Regions from separate parts of the Mus musculus genome. Here all the other regions are linked to region 1. Evidence: chromatin contacts called from public HiChIP or PLAC-seq and promoter capture Hi-C data. All regions are on one chromosome and are shown on one strand. Each heading gives the region's core, a stretch centred on a gene start, on an enhancer-like site or on the middle of the called end of the contact. The rest is flanking DNA. Distances are from core to core; before and after follow the strand shown.

Region 1 (2,625 bases), core at 90-2,589:
TACAACACCATGCACAAGACCCGTGCAAGCCCAAACCAGAACAAATCTCAGCACAGAGACAAGAGTTCGGCACCAAATACCTAGTACCAAGCTACGGCAATTACTAGCTGCTGGGAGAGGAGGAGAAGGGTTTCTCTAAGAGTATATAGCCCGAGGTAAGCCAATAACAATCCAATGAAATATTCAAGAATATTGAATTCAGCATAAGTTAGTCTTAAAGGGTTTTGAAACAAAAAAGAAAGATAGGTCACAAAGATAGGTGGACTGGGGACAGAATTTTCAGTGGTGAATATAATCAAAATGAGTTGTATATATAGATCAGAGAACTAAAGAGAAAAGGAGAAACCAGGCTACACCGCCAGAAATTCAGGGAGCCAACAAGCCCTGGGTCATGGGGGAAATGTCTCTTCCCATTACATCACTCCAGGCTCTTGGAAGATCCCAGAGCTCAAGGGAGCCACACAAGGTCATTAGCCCACAATGTGTAAAAAGGCCACCCCCACTCCCCCCTACACACATATACACACAGGCACGCACGCGCACACACATACACACCACACACACAAGCCTTGTCACACACCAAGACTCCAAACTTCAAGACTAGCTCTAGTCTCTTGGTCTTTGCCGTTGCATTCAGCCAGGCAATTCTGTATGTTTTCCCCGCAAGGCAAGCGACCAAGCTGTATTTCCAAATTCATGATGAGTGCAGCTCCCCAAGACTTCTGTCCTCACCAATTCAGACATTTGTTCCTGTGGAGGATGGCTCTGATCCCTCACAAACCTCAACAGAGAGCGGGGGTGGAAAGGTGACATCTAGATGCCCCAGGTCCAATCTCCCTGACCTGGCACTAACACAGGGGACACACCTACAGCGTCATAGCCTGGGAAGCAGGCCAGACTGACCTGTAGCTTGTTTAGGACAAGATAGTGGACCCCTAACCCCGTTCTCACATGGCCCCCTCCCCATCCCAGGGTCTTCACCGAGACCCTCCTCCGGGATGGGCAGAGAAGCTGATTCCACTCCCAAAGACTCCACGCATCGAGGATGGAGCAGCGGCAGACACCTGAACCTTGTGGGTGGCCCACGCCAGCTCTCCGGACTCTTCCCCGCCTGGAGGGATCTGCAAGAGCCGAGGACGTCTGCACTTTCGCTCACCAGAACCGCAGTAGAATCGTCCACAGGCACAGGTGACGACTGCAGGATGCGGAAGTACACCGACCGGGGTGACGCGCGCGCACTTCACTACCCACGCAGCGCTAGAGATGGGGGAACTACAATACCCAGAATGCCGCGTACTGCAGGACACCCCATGCTGACTTGGCTGCAACCCGAAGCTTCAGACTATAGGAGGGGCTCCCTAGCACTGCCGGACTCTTTCATTGACTGCAAGACAACAGGGTAAGATCTTAGAGAAACAGAAAAAAAGCAGAAAAGCCAAACCGAAGTAATCTTTGCGTACTTCTAAGGAAGCTCATTAATCAATTCTTTTAAAAAAGATGTGCTATCTAGATGCCTTCCTCCTGCCAATTCAATCTTGGTTGGTTTTTTGTTTGTTTGTTTGTTTTGTTTTTTTTCTTTTTTACGTGCCTGTGAGTCGTGTGTTTTAAACTGCAGCATGTGTGGATACTGTGGGTGTTGTTTCTTGAAAATAATACTTTTTTTAAAAAATGATTACAAAAAGACAAGGGCAAACTAAGTTTGAAGATATTCATAGTGTAATGTTTTAAACTATTTTGCTCATACAAAAAAACACTTCTTGGTTGTAACAGAAAGACAAAAATCTTTGCGAAAAGACTAGGAATTTGAGCGGAACTCAATTTAATTGAATTTGAATTTTCAATTGTATTTCTAGTATTTGACGTGAGCAGTATTTTCAAATTATTTCCCATTTGCTTCTTAAAGTGAGGTGGCAAACAGCAGAAGTCAACAGGGACCAGATTCAGTCTTCCACATAAAACAAGCTTTAAAAGGACAACATGGACTAAGAAACCGATGGGGAAGCACTGCACACAGAAACAATGGAGGAATATCAGTGATGTGGACAATAAACGAAGTGAGCAGCGAACTCCCCTGGTGAGAAACCGTTCTGGCACAGAACAGAGAAGGGAGACCCGAGCAAGACCTGGAGGTCAACCTGAGACGAAGCCGGGGCCCTGGGGAAACCAAGGCAGCTTCAGTTCAAAGGACAGTACGAAGGACCAGAGAAATCCACAGAGGTTCAGTGGCTCCTTCCTCGGGCGTTCACCGAACACTGACAGCACGCGACACACAGCTGTGCCATCCCAGGGAAAAGTCCCGGGAAAAATGTCAGTGGGAATAAAGGGGGTGAGGAACAACACCTCTTCCTATGAGGCCATAAAGCCTTCAGAGTTGTACATAATACCTGGAAATGGTTTCATCTTGATAGGAAGACAAGATGGGGCCCCCGAGCCTTTCTTGTTTCACCTAGGAAAATGCAAAACTAAGCCTAGAAAAGATCAAATTGTTTACAAGTAACTTCATTTTATTTTTTTTTAAGTTTGAGCATACTTAGGATACACGCCACACTTGATAAGGCAAAAAACATGGAATGTCAAGTTTTCAATTAAAAGATGTCATGCCAGTAAAATGGGTCTATATTGTTC
Region 2 (2,625 bases), core at 67-2,566, 1.4 Mb before region 1:
GGAGGGGCTGCACTGTGACTGTGATCCAGGATGGTGTAAAAATGGGGTCAGTGAGCCGAGCACACACAGGCCTCAGCTTCTGACTATGGATGTGATGTGTTGAGGTCCCTTCTCCCAGGACTTCCCCCAAATGATGGACTGCACCTGGAATTATACCCTTCCTCCCGTAAGTTGCTTTGGTCTACATGGGTGTCTTGTCCGCACACCACTCGAATGCCTGGTGCCCTCGGAGGTCAGAGGCGGCGATGGGTTCCCTGAAGCTGTAATTAATAAAAGTAAATGGAGCAAGTAAAGGCAAACTTTGCTTTTAAAGTTAGTGTGTGCGTGGCGGGGTAAGGAGAGGGAGAGAGGGAGGCTCATGTGCACAAATATGGAGGTGAAATAATTGCAGCCATAGTTCTTTATCCCTTGGGTTCCAGGAATAAGTTAAGCCCCGCCCTGACCCCTCCTCCAAATAGAACCCAGGGCCTCACCCACGCTATGGAAGTCTTCTAACACATATTCCAGCCGTGCTCATAGCACCTCACCCAACCCACACAAAACACTTTATATTTTGGAGGCATAGCTTTGCTGTCCTGGAACTTATGATGTAGACCAAGCTGGCTCAAACTCACAGAGATCCGCCTGCCTCTCGCTCCAGAGTGCCAGCACTAAAGGTGTGTGCCTGGCCCCGACAGGTGACATTTTATGATTCATTTGCAAAGGAAATACCATGACACAGCCAGCAGCAGTACTGAACAGTGTACCAAGTTTGAACTAGGAGGTAAGTTTAGGGGTGATGGAGGTGGCAGTTTTGAGAGAATAGGGATTGGTCCTTCCAAGGATAGGAATTTTAGGACAGAGAATAAAATGTGTTGGGCCTAATGTGGCCAGGCCTTCAGAAAATGAAGGTGCTAGCTCAGATTGATCCACACGGTGAAGAATGCAGAGGTTTGGGGTGGGGTGGGGGTGGGGCTGAAAGAGTGTCACCAGACACCTCCCACCCCAGCTGGATGCTGTGTTGTCAGGATCTAAGGCTGCAGGGATCAGGGTCAGCAACGGCAGGGCTGAAAGTGACAAGAGAAGCAGGGCTTGGTGACAAGGACAAACGAAGCCAGAGAGGACCAGCTTACCTTCTGCCCCTACGCAGTAAGATCGGTCAGCTTAAACTGTAAATCGGATGACTTCTTGTTCCACGTTACAGTCTCGTCTTGAAATTAAACATGGTCTCTCGCACTCTAGAAGGAATTGATTCTTGCTTATCTCTCTAATTCCCTTCCCTACAGTTCCACTCCACCTCTTTCTTCCTGAGTCCCAGCCACTGGTCACGTGTATACCAGGGCCTATGCGGCCTCTCCCTCCCTCTTCTTCACGGGGTTGGTTGGCTTTAATTCTGTAGGAGTTTAGCTGTAGCTGCTTTTGCAGGCAGGCTTTTTCCGATGACTCTACCTAGAGTTCTGCTTATTTTCTTAACCACCTCCACAGTCTATAGTTAGCGCGCTCGCGCTCACACCCACGAAAGGATGAATGAGCGAGCAAATGAGAAGATAACACTTACGCCCCTCCCCCTCCTCCTCTCTTTGCAGAATGGTGTAGCTTACTCATTTATTCAAAGTAGTATTGCTTATAGAATAACTTCTGATTACAAAGCAGCCTCTCTGAGCCAACAAGCAAGATATAAGCACCCAAGGAAGAAAACGAAGACCAGTGAAACTCAACAGCCCAGAGAAAATCAGAACTAAGGTCACTTCACTGATTACAGATTGTAAAAATTGTTCATAGCCATTGGGGTCCTATACGGTCATTTAATAAGTGTTTCTATTACGTATTTAAATCAGGTTAGGTATTAGTGTGCTCAGTCATCAGTTCCTTTTCTAATGGTCTATTTGGCTTTTATCTATGTGACTGTATTTGTGCGCGCACACAAGTGTGCAGGTGCCCAGGGAGGGAGGCCAGGAGAGGGCATTGGATCCCCTGGAACTGGAGTCATGAGTGGTTCTGAGCCATCTGGTGGGAATGCTTAGTCCTCTGTGAGAGCAAGTGTTCTTAACCTCCAAGCCATTTTCCCAGCCTCCACATCTTCCGTTTCCTTAAGGCTTAAGACGTACCCAGCTGTTATCTGCAGTGGCTCTTTGGTGCAGTACCTCCCTAGAACAGCTTACTTCTGTTCTGTAGCTCCTGTCATCCCTTCCTTCTATCCCTTCCTCCTTGCTGAACTGTTTCAGTGAATAGGAAAAATATGTAACTATACAAGGTCTATACCAAAAATAAACGCGCGATTACACCCAGATTACAGTACACTAGCCCTTTCCTAGCTGACGCTTTTCTATTTTGCGGCACACGGGTATCAATACCAACCCAATCACCTTCATTCTGCTTCCATAGAGTTGTTTTGTTGTTGTTGTTGTTGTTTCGAGACAGGGTTTCTCTGTGTAGCTCTGGCTGTCCTGGAACTCACTCTGTAGACCAGGCTGGCCTCAAACTCAGAAATCTGCCTGCCTCTGCCTCCCGAGTTCTGGGATTAAAGGCGTGCGCCACCATGCCCGGCCCACAGAGTTTTATAGTGCGAGGATGGACCGGTTCATTATTCATAGAGCTCACTGGAAAGTTTTGAAAGCTGCCTCTTCATTTTAAAAAGCAATTGAG
Region 3 (2,625 bases), core at 66-2,565, 1.3 Mb before region 1:
GGTTAAAATAACTAGGACTTTGCAAGCTCAAATGTCTTCTGGTTGTATGATTTTAGGTTCCTTTTTTTGTGTTTTGTTTTTCAAGATAGGCTTTCTTTGTGTAGCCCTGGCTGTCTTAGAATTCACCCTGTAGATCAGGTTGGCCTCGAATTCAGAGATCTGCCTCCCTGAGTGCTGGGATTAAAGGCAAGTACCACTCAGACCTTTAGGTCCCTATTGTGTATTCTACTGTCTGCAGTCCCTCTCTTCCCCTCTAGCTTTACATATAGGGGCATGCGCATGCGCACGGTGTTCTGAACTGGGCTTTCCCAGCAGCTGAGAGGTGGACTGCTTCCTTACAGCACCCGTTTACCTGTCCCAGGAAGCATCTGTGAGCCCCATTCCCTTCAGGAAGTACATCCTGACCTTAGCTGCTAAAGGAAAGGAAGGTTGCAGAAAGCCCACAGAAAAATCCCTGTGCCAGAGATCTTTCAAAACTGCAATGTTCAACAGGTTTGGGCTTGTTCTTGTGACCTGTAGGGGCTGGCAGTGAGAGTGAGGGTTTGCCATTTATTAAAAACACAGTAATAATTAAGCATCCGCTGTCATGGCGGCTTGCTACTCCTGTTTTCTGGAATAGCTGTTGGATTTCCATTAAGTGAAAATATAACTAGTTACCTTACATGTGCTTCTCACGTCTTTTATTGACAAAGCACTTGAAGTGAAATCACTGTAAGTATACTAAGGCTTCTAACTTGATTTGCCCACATCAGATGCACTTGGACAGCTAAAGTACACACTTGAGTTGAGGTGGGTCGCGCGGAGGGTGATGGTGGTGGGGGTAGGAAGGGTTTGAGGGAGGTGAGCAGGCAAGTCAAGGGCTGTTAAAAGAAGAAGAGGAAAGGTGGCCTGTGAAGACACACAGAGACTGCAAGAGCTGCAGGCCAAGCAAGGTGAAGCTTGCGGGTGAGCAGGAGGAAGCGCAGTGGGGGGTGCTGCTCACACCCGGCGCAGGATTCCTGGGGCAACGCCAGGTCCCCGACCTGAGAGCCACTGCTCTGCGCTCTGCCTGCATGGGATCGGACAGGGTTAAGGCCATCACCTGCAGTCGAAGTGCGACCCAGATGGGAAGTAGGAAGTGCGGCGCCGAGCTTCCTGTATAAATAAACGCTCTGGCTGCTGCGCGCCCCGAGCTGCTGGCTGGTTCTGCAAGGTTCCTGCCTGTCAAGACAAGGAGGCGGAGAGGGACTCCTCCTCTTCCCGAGCTGTAGGTCTGGGCGTGGAGTCCTGTGGCAATCCTGCAAAAGTGTAAAGCTGTCAGCCGGGCGGAGCACTCAGGGAGAGGGAAGAGAATGAGAGAGCCCTTCCTCCGCGGTGTGCCCGCTGCCCCGGCTGGCCCAGGCTGGACCTGCTAGAGAGACGCCAAGCAGCCTGAGGACTTCAGCTCCAGCCAGGTAGGTCTAGAAGGGGTGCTAGTGCGCAGGATACAGGCGCTGCAAGCCAAGAAGGCTGCTAGCTAAAATACGGAGAGGGACGGGACCGAGGCTACCCGGTGGTTATGGCTAAATTCTATTTCCAGGGCTTAAGCCATGCAGAACTGCATGCATTCCAATGCTTCAAACACCTGTTAACTTTATTTATTTTTAAAATAAGTGCTTTTGAAAAGGTCGAAACAAATCAGTTTACTTTCTAATAGAGTGATCTCTATAGACCTTATCATAAACTGCATATCGGATCAGTCCTCTGGTGTGTCTCCGGGAGAGACAGTTGGCTGTCTACCTTCTGTTATTTGGAAATGCACAGTAGTATGTTGACACACAAAGCTATGAATAATACGTTACGTTAACCGTGGATTCTGGGCTATACGTTATGGTGATTATTTTTTATCAGGTAATTGCTGATAAGAGAGAGAGAGGCTCTGCCCTGTTTTCAAGTTGATGTTAGAATGAAACTGATCCCGTTTTTTCACCCAGGAAGGGTATCTTGGCGAGCTCCTCCCAGGGCCCTTTCCGGGGATTCTGCTGTTAATCTTACACACACACCCCTTGCCGAATTCTCAGAAGACAGTTCTCTGTATGTTTCCACTGGTTTCTTTCTTCGCACTTTCAGCCCCAGCGACCTTATCAAAACCCGAGCTGGAACCCTTACCACGGGGCTTCTGGCTAGGCACTTCTGTCGGTTTTAGCGCAGGAGGTATGGCCTGAAGGACATGGTCCTCAGCATTTCTGAAGCAGCGGCTGAGGGGTGTCTCTGCCCAGAAGCAAAATAAATGAACTTTGAGATGACTCAGTTTTTAGGGTGTGGGCAAGAGGCAAAAGGAGCCCAGCCAGCCTTCACGGGGCTGTTGGCAGTTAAAGTATCTGCCGCAGCTTCCCCTGAGGTGAGTCTCTAGCTCTCTGCTTCCATTCACAGATGATCCCTCGCTGGGTCCCTCCTCCTCCTCACTGGCTCTTTGTAAACCTCACTCCTTTTCCTCATGGGCATCATACCCTTAAGTGTTTCCGAAACTACCTTGAACTGAAAGAGAGGGAGAAAAAAAAGGGAAAGAAATCTAAAGCAGACCCACAAACCCACTTGGAGATAGCTGTGTAATGAAGTGCAAAGCTACCAGTTTCTCCACCCCACAGCCTGCCCTTGGGCACCGCG
Region 4 (2,625 bases), core at 79-2,578, 1.2 Mb before region 1:
GAAGAAGTCATTCCCAGATAAGAGATGTAACTTGGAGGACTGTGTGTGAGGTGTGGGATGCGGTGCCCTCAAGAGCCATGGCTACCCTCTCCATTTTCATTGGAAAGCATTTTATGTAGATTTTAAGAAGTATTTAGAGGTGGCACTTCCCCAAATGCCTCCACCCTCCCCCAAGAAGATGGGTGGCCCTCCCTGGTAGCTGTTTGTAATTCTTTCCTTTTTAGTCTCCTGTAAACCAGACTAGCCTCAAACTTGTTATGTAGCTAAGACCGGCCTTGAACTCCTGATCCTCCCATGTCTCTATCTAGAGCTAGAATTACATGTGGATGGTACCACACAGTTCTTGTTAGTAATTTTCTTTCTTTCTTTCTTTCTTTCTTTCTTTCTTTCTTTCTTTCTTTCTCTCTCTCTCTTTCTTTTTTCCTTTTTAAGATTTATTTATTTATTTATTTATATCTTTATTTATGTCTTTAGACATACCAGAAGAGGGTGTCAGATCCCATTACAGATGGTTGTGAGCCACCATGCAGTTGCTGGGATTTGAACTCAGTCAATGCTCTTAAGCAGTCAGTGCTCTTAACCACTGAGCCATCTCTCCAGCCCCAATATTTTTCTATCCCAGCTTCTGTCTTCTTTACTTCTATACTTCACTCTTGGGACAAAAAAGAAGACTGAGCTCAATAGTCTTGTCTTGGAGCAAATGATCTCTCCAATTGCCTTGTGCTCTCCCTACAAAGGGTACCTGTTGGTTCTACTGAGTCAGGAGGGCATAGCTGCTGGACAGTGAGCTACACAGCAACCCTGTAAGAGGGTCCAAGGGGAGGAGCCAGTGTTGCTAAGCATGGTAAGCATGGGGGAGGATGGAGAACAGCTTTAAACCTGCTACAGAGACAGGGGCCTAAGGTAATCTGACATCAAGAATGTGGTTTCGAGCTGGGTGTGGTGGCTTACATCTGTGATTCTAGCGTTCAGGAAGCTAAGGTAGGAGGAGTATTCTGAGTTTGAAGCCAGCATGGGCTCAGTCCAGCCTGAGCCACAGAGTAAGACACTGTGCCAAGGACCCAAACATAAACATAACAGGGATTAATCACTAGATTTCTTTGCTCCCTAAAGCCCACTTTCTCTCCCTAGTTCAGGGATTTTCAGATATTTAAGGTCTAAAGTTGAATCTGGGACAAGTGGAAGTTACAATGAGACTTGTTCGGCATAGGATACCATCTGGGTTGTGCATTTAAAAGCATCTGGGAGAGAGTACTAAGGAACTGAGTCAGCCATCTCTTCTCTTCTTCTTTCCATGCCTACCAGCAGGTCACAGGGCTACTGCTACCCACAACTTCCCTGTGTCCCTGTGGGCGTTTCCATGGCAGTGATGTTCTGTTCTTTACTGTCTTTTCCCAGAGCTGTAGAATACCACACGAGATATTCTAAGGGGTTGGTCTGGGCTGCTGGGAGACTCTTCACCATCTTTCTTTGGTTTGTTTCACTGGGAGTTCCCAAGAGGAAAGGTAATATGTTCCTTGGGATTGTCTGTCAGAGGCTGCAACTGAGTCAGGCACGGTCAGCTGACCAGGGAGCCGGGAGGGCAACACTGTGGGATCTAGATTGAGCATGTCTGACCTTCCCTTGTGTGGGTGCGGAGAGAAAGGGAGATGGAGCACGCAATCGTCTCATGCCTTGGAACAGCTCTTCCTTTACAGATGTGCTCTGATCTCAGAGGGAAATGGGTGCAGACGGCAGTTAATGAACACCCCACCGCAGCTACAAAAGTGGTTTGAATGCAGGATGGCACGTGGCTCCCACAGGATCCACTCGATCCCCTCGGGGGTGACTAGATGAAATTCTGCTTCTCATTAACAGTTGAGGAAAAAGAGTCGCTTAAGGTCAAAAAGGCTTGAGAAGTTGGGAAGTTGCCTTGGAGCAACATGACGTTAAATCAGACAGTTGACGGTGAGTGATATGTCATTAGGTTATTGGTTTATTTTCAGTCACTCTTTCTGCATCTCTGTGAGAATAATGATACCAATGAGGGTAAGTCTGAGACCCTGTCTGTGGAGCACTGGCTCTCCTGAGACATACTGTAAGCATCCCTGTGCAGCGGTTCCACTAGAACAGTGTTTTGCTGCCATCTGCTGCTTGGTTGGAGTACTGGAGACAACCAGGCAGACTGGTGAGTGTAAGTGAGGAAGGCGGGTGAGATTTTCCACAAACTGGGGAGTCTGTGGGTTGTGTTTATTGTGAGGAGTTTCTAAAAATATTTTGCTTTACCAATTATCCTCTTCCACAAATTTCTTAGCATTGGAAAGAAAATGGTGTATAAGTTCACAGCATGGTGTGTTATTAATTATATGAGTGGCTTGCATATTAAGAGGGCTATGGGGATAGAACATATTTTGATCTTGTAAGAAGATGGCTTCTAATCTTAAAATGGAATCAGGTGGGTCCATTACTCCCAACGGCTGGAAAGAAAGAAGAAAGAAGAGATTTTTCTGGGTGGGTATACGGGGAAAGATTTAGATGATGAAGATAGAGGAATGGAATTGGGAGATGATAGGTATTCGAAAAACACATCTCCTCGTTTCTTAGTAGTTTGTTGGCTTGTAAGTAGACAGATACAAAACAAAACAA
Region 5 (2,625 bases), core at 67-2,566, 1.2 Mb after region 1:
TTTCTGCACGCTGATCAGAGGATAAACATGAGGTGAACCAATTGGCAATTTAAAGAATGCAAAGCTTAAAAACTCCAAATATTTCTGGTTAATAAGGATACTCATAATTAAGAAAGCAAGAAGCACAGGCAAACACTGCATCTAATTTTCGACACCATAGGGCCTAGAACTGTTGAATAAAACACTCAACAGTTATCAAAATGTTCTAAAACTCGCCGAGATTTCTACTTCATTTAGGCCAAATCCGTTTTTTTGTTTTTGTTTTTCTGTCATTAATAAAATAGGCACTTATTTACCTAATTAACGCTGTCAATTTATCAAGGCCAAAACTTACTTTCACAGACTGGTGTCAACGTTCTCATTTGTTCTAGGCCGGATCCGAAGGGTACTAAGTAGATATGTAATGATACATAAGCAAAATTTTGAAATGAAAAGAACCATTGCAATGACATTCAATAAAGGGTTCAGATTATTGTCAGACCCTCTTCCCTTCTCTTGCCATTTACCACATGGTTAGTAGTCTCCAGGTTAATATGTACTGTTCCCAAAATAATTGTGGGAGTCACTTGTCAGAAGTTTCATATGTAGCATAAATTTTAGATGCCATCACAGCTGGGAATCTAACTCAGTTGGCAGTGTGTGGCTATGGTGCACAAATGGCCGGCTTATCCACCGCACCATATAAAAACAGGCGTGATGGAACATTTCTGTAACTCCCATTGTGGAGGCAGAAAGTTCTGCAGTTCAAGGTCATTCCTTAGCTGCTTAGGAGTTCCGGAGCCAGCAGGAGATACAAGAGACCCTGAGTCTAAACTAATTTTATATGGCGTCAAATGTCCAGATCTCAAATATACTCACATATATTTAATAATATTCACATATATTGACATATATTTAAGAATACTGGGGTTGGAGAGATGGCTCGGAGGTTAGGAGTACTGGCTGCTCTTCCAGAGGTCTCCAGTTCAACCCCAAGCTTTCACCATTCTGGCTTACAACGAATACATGCAGGCAGGAGACTGTGTACAAATAAACAAACCCTTTTAAAAAAGAGAGAGAGAGAGAGTACTGACATATGGACCCAGGACGAAAGGGTGTCTCTCGTTCATAGGCCAAGACTTAGAAGGCAAAAACTTTGCCACATTGAGTAGCCACTGACTTGCCGGGTTAGGGCTCTGGAGCGTCTTCTCCTTCCTTTGCAGGGACGCTCCCATCCTGCTCTGCAGTTATGCACGGACCAATCGCCACACGTGTTGTTTGTAGGTGTTGGATGGCACACGCTGATTGGGCGCCGCGGAGGGGTTGAGCCTGGCACTGTCAGTATTGCATCACCTCCAGACGCGGAACGTGGTCGCAGGCTGCAACCTGAGCGAGCTCTCCGGGTTCCCAGGTAAGCCGCACCCTCTTGTCCTTCTGGGCCGCAGAGTGAGGCCCGCCCGTGTAACAACCTCCAGACAGCACGAGGCGGTGAAAAAGGAGCACGCTGCTTCTCACTGTGAGTGAGCTGCGGGCACAAAGCTATTTCCAGAGAGCTTTCGTGGAGGGAGAGTAACATTGCAGAACTCAGAGCTGCCCGCAGATTCTGGCCTGACTCGTTGGGTGGAGGACTGAGATCCTTAGAAGTACCCCCTTCACTTAGTGGGACCTTGGTGGCTTATGAGCAGGGAGTTGTGAGAATGCAGCGTGACATAGTATCCGAGAGAAGATCGGAATCTGATTGAGGTCACTGCCAAGTTAGGTGTTTTAAAAGAACTAACCTAGGAGTCTTTCTGGAGTCTGGGCTTCTCCCAACTGTGCTGGGATTCGCGTGTACTTATCTCTCGGTACCAAGGTAGGTAGGTTATGCGCTGCACGCTTGTCCTGGGCTCACAGAATCTGCTAATGCAGTTTAAGCTCACTGTTGGCGGCCCTACAGAACAAACTATTGGGGTTTGGAGGTGTGAAGAGATAACTTATCCGGGTCTCCTATAGGCTTGGACTGAAGGTGGGCAGAGATTATACTCCAAGGTTTATATAAATCTATCCTGTCTGGACAGAAGATGAGGGGGTCGTTGTTGTCATTTTGGCTTGGGACGTGTGCGTGATGAATATGTGAGAGAATAACTTCGTTTTCAACCTCATGAATTTGTTCTCTTTTTTACTGTGTTAGAGAAATAAGCCGAAATCATTGAGAAACTCACAGAATGCAAACTAGTGTATCTGAGACTTGCTCTTTTGTTTCTCAGTGTATAGGTAGAAAGTATAGAGTTGGTCTTCTCTAACTACTAGTTCTGCATCTGGGCTTTCAACCAGCCAGTGCTCATGCTATGTGGTTAGGTCTGTAGTAGTGACATGTACTGTACGTGTACAAACGTAATGTCTTGGTCATTATTTCCTAAGCAATATAGTATAGCAATTGTGTATCTAGGATTTAAATGTATTAGGTAGGATAAGTAAAGATTAGTTAAAATACACCGGCAGATGCATGTAAATTATAGGCTAATACTATGTTTATAAGAGAATTAAGCATCCTTGTATTTGGGTGTTCCAACAGATCCTGAATCCAGTACCCCGTGGATGTGGAGGGGCGTTTCTGTTTGACTGGCTTGTGTTTTGTTGTTGTTGTTGTTGATGATGATGATGTCT

What was found. Promoter capture Hi-C pulls out the DNA fragments that hold promoters and counts their contacts. HiChIP or PLAC-seq counts read pairs in DNA pulled down with a chosen protein or histone mark.
Region 2: a contact with region 1 is called in a promoter capture Hi-C map of hippocampal neurons, with 11 times the contacts expected there. The contact joins the promoter of A930002C04Rik here to the promoter of A830005F24Rik in region 1. A contact is called at or near these places in 9 of 39 promoter capture datasets (the 3T3-L1 cell line, 3T3-L1-derived adipocytes, the C10 cell line and 5 more), 1 of 115 datasets of contacts at active chromatin or transcription factors (VIP interneurons) and 2 of 9 other capture datasets (embryonic stem cells and liver).
Region 3: a promoter capture Hi-C map of liver shows a contact between it and region 1, with 3 times the contacts expected there. The contact joins the promoter of Rnf144b here to the promoter of A830005F24Rik in region 1. A contact is called at or near these places in 4 of 39 promoter capture datasets (cranial neural crest, hippocampal neurons and liver) and 2 of 115 datasets of contacts at active chromatin or transcription factors (SST interneurons and embryonic stem cells).
Region 4: an H3K4me3 HiChIP or PLAC-seq map of bone marrow-derived macrophages shows a contact between it and region 1, with 6 times the contacts expected there. The contact joins the enhancer-like site here to the promoter of A830005F24Rik in region 1. A contact is called at or near these places in 11 of 39 promoter capture datasets (the 3T3-L1 cell line, cranial neural crest, embryonic stem cells and 6 more), 1 of 115 datasets of contacts at active chromatin or transcription factors (bone marrow-derived macrophages) and 3 of 9 other capture datasets (adipose tissue, embryonic stem cells and liver).
Region 5: a contact with region 1 is called in a promoter capture Hi-C map of pre-B cells, with 4 times the contacts expected there. The contact joins the promoter of Iars here to the promoter of A830005F24Rik in region 1. A contact is called at or near these places in 3 of 39 promoter capture datasets (liver and pre-B cells), 2 of 115 datasets of contacts at active chromatin or transcription factors (bone marrow-derived macrophages and thymic regulatory T cells) and 1 of 9 other capture datasets (liver).

Annotation. Positions count from the first base shown.
Region 1 is chr13:48,512,231-48,514,855 of GRCm38.p6, forward strand. It overlaps A830005F24Rik (RIKEN cDNA A830005F24 gene), which reads left to right and starts at 1,340. Exons shown (of 2, transcript NR_165458.1): 1 at 1,340-1,399; 2 at 1,904-2,609. It overlaps Zfp169 (zinc finger protein 169), which reads right to left and starts at 1,206. Exons shown (of 5, transcript NM_026450.3): 1 at 1,065-1,206.
Region 2 is chr13:47,147,354-47,149,978 of GRCm38.p6, forward strand. It overlaps A930002C04Rik (RIKEN cDNA A930002C04 gene), which reads right to left and starts at 1,317. Exons shown (of 3, transcript NR_126083.1): 1 at 1,113-1,317; 2 at 145-260. It also overlaps a transcript of Rnf144b not described here.
Region 3 is chr13:47,192,688-47,195,312 of GRCm38.p6, forward strand. Rnf144b (ring finger protein 144B) reads left to right here and starts at 1,316. Exons shown (of 8, transcript NM_001170643.1): 1 at 1,316-1,433.
Region 4 is chr13:47,286,538-47,289,162 of GRCm38.p6, forward strand. No RefSeq gene overlaps it. Among named protein-coding and RNA genes, the nearest start is that of Gm52039, 50 kb to the left of the region's middle. Within about 2 kb of position 1,329, at least 7 of the 459 cell types and tissues checked have an H3K27ac peak or open chromatin away from gene starts, as enhancers often do. A contact at or near this core is called in bone marrow-derived macrophages, where this site is marked.
Region 5 is chr13:49,680,814-49,683,438 of GRCm38.p6, forward strand. Iars (isoleucine-tRNA synthetase) reads left to right here and starts at 1,317. Exons shown (of 34, transcript NM_172015.3): 1 at 1,317-1,390.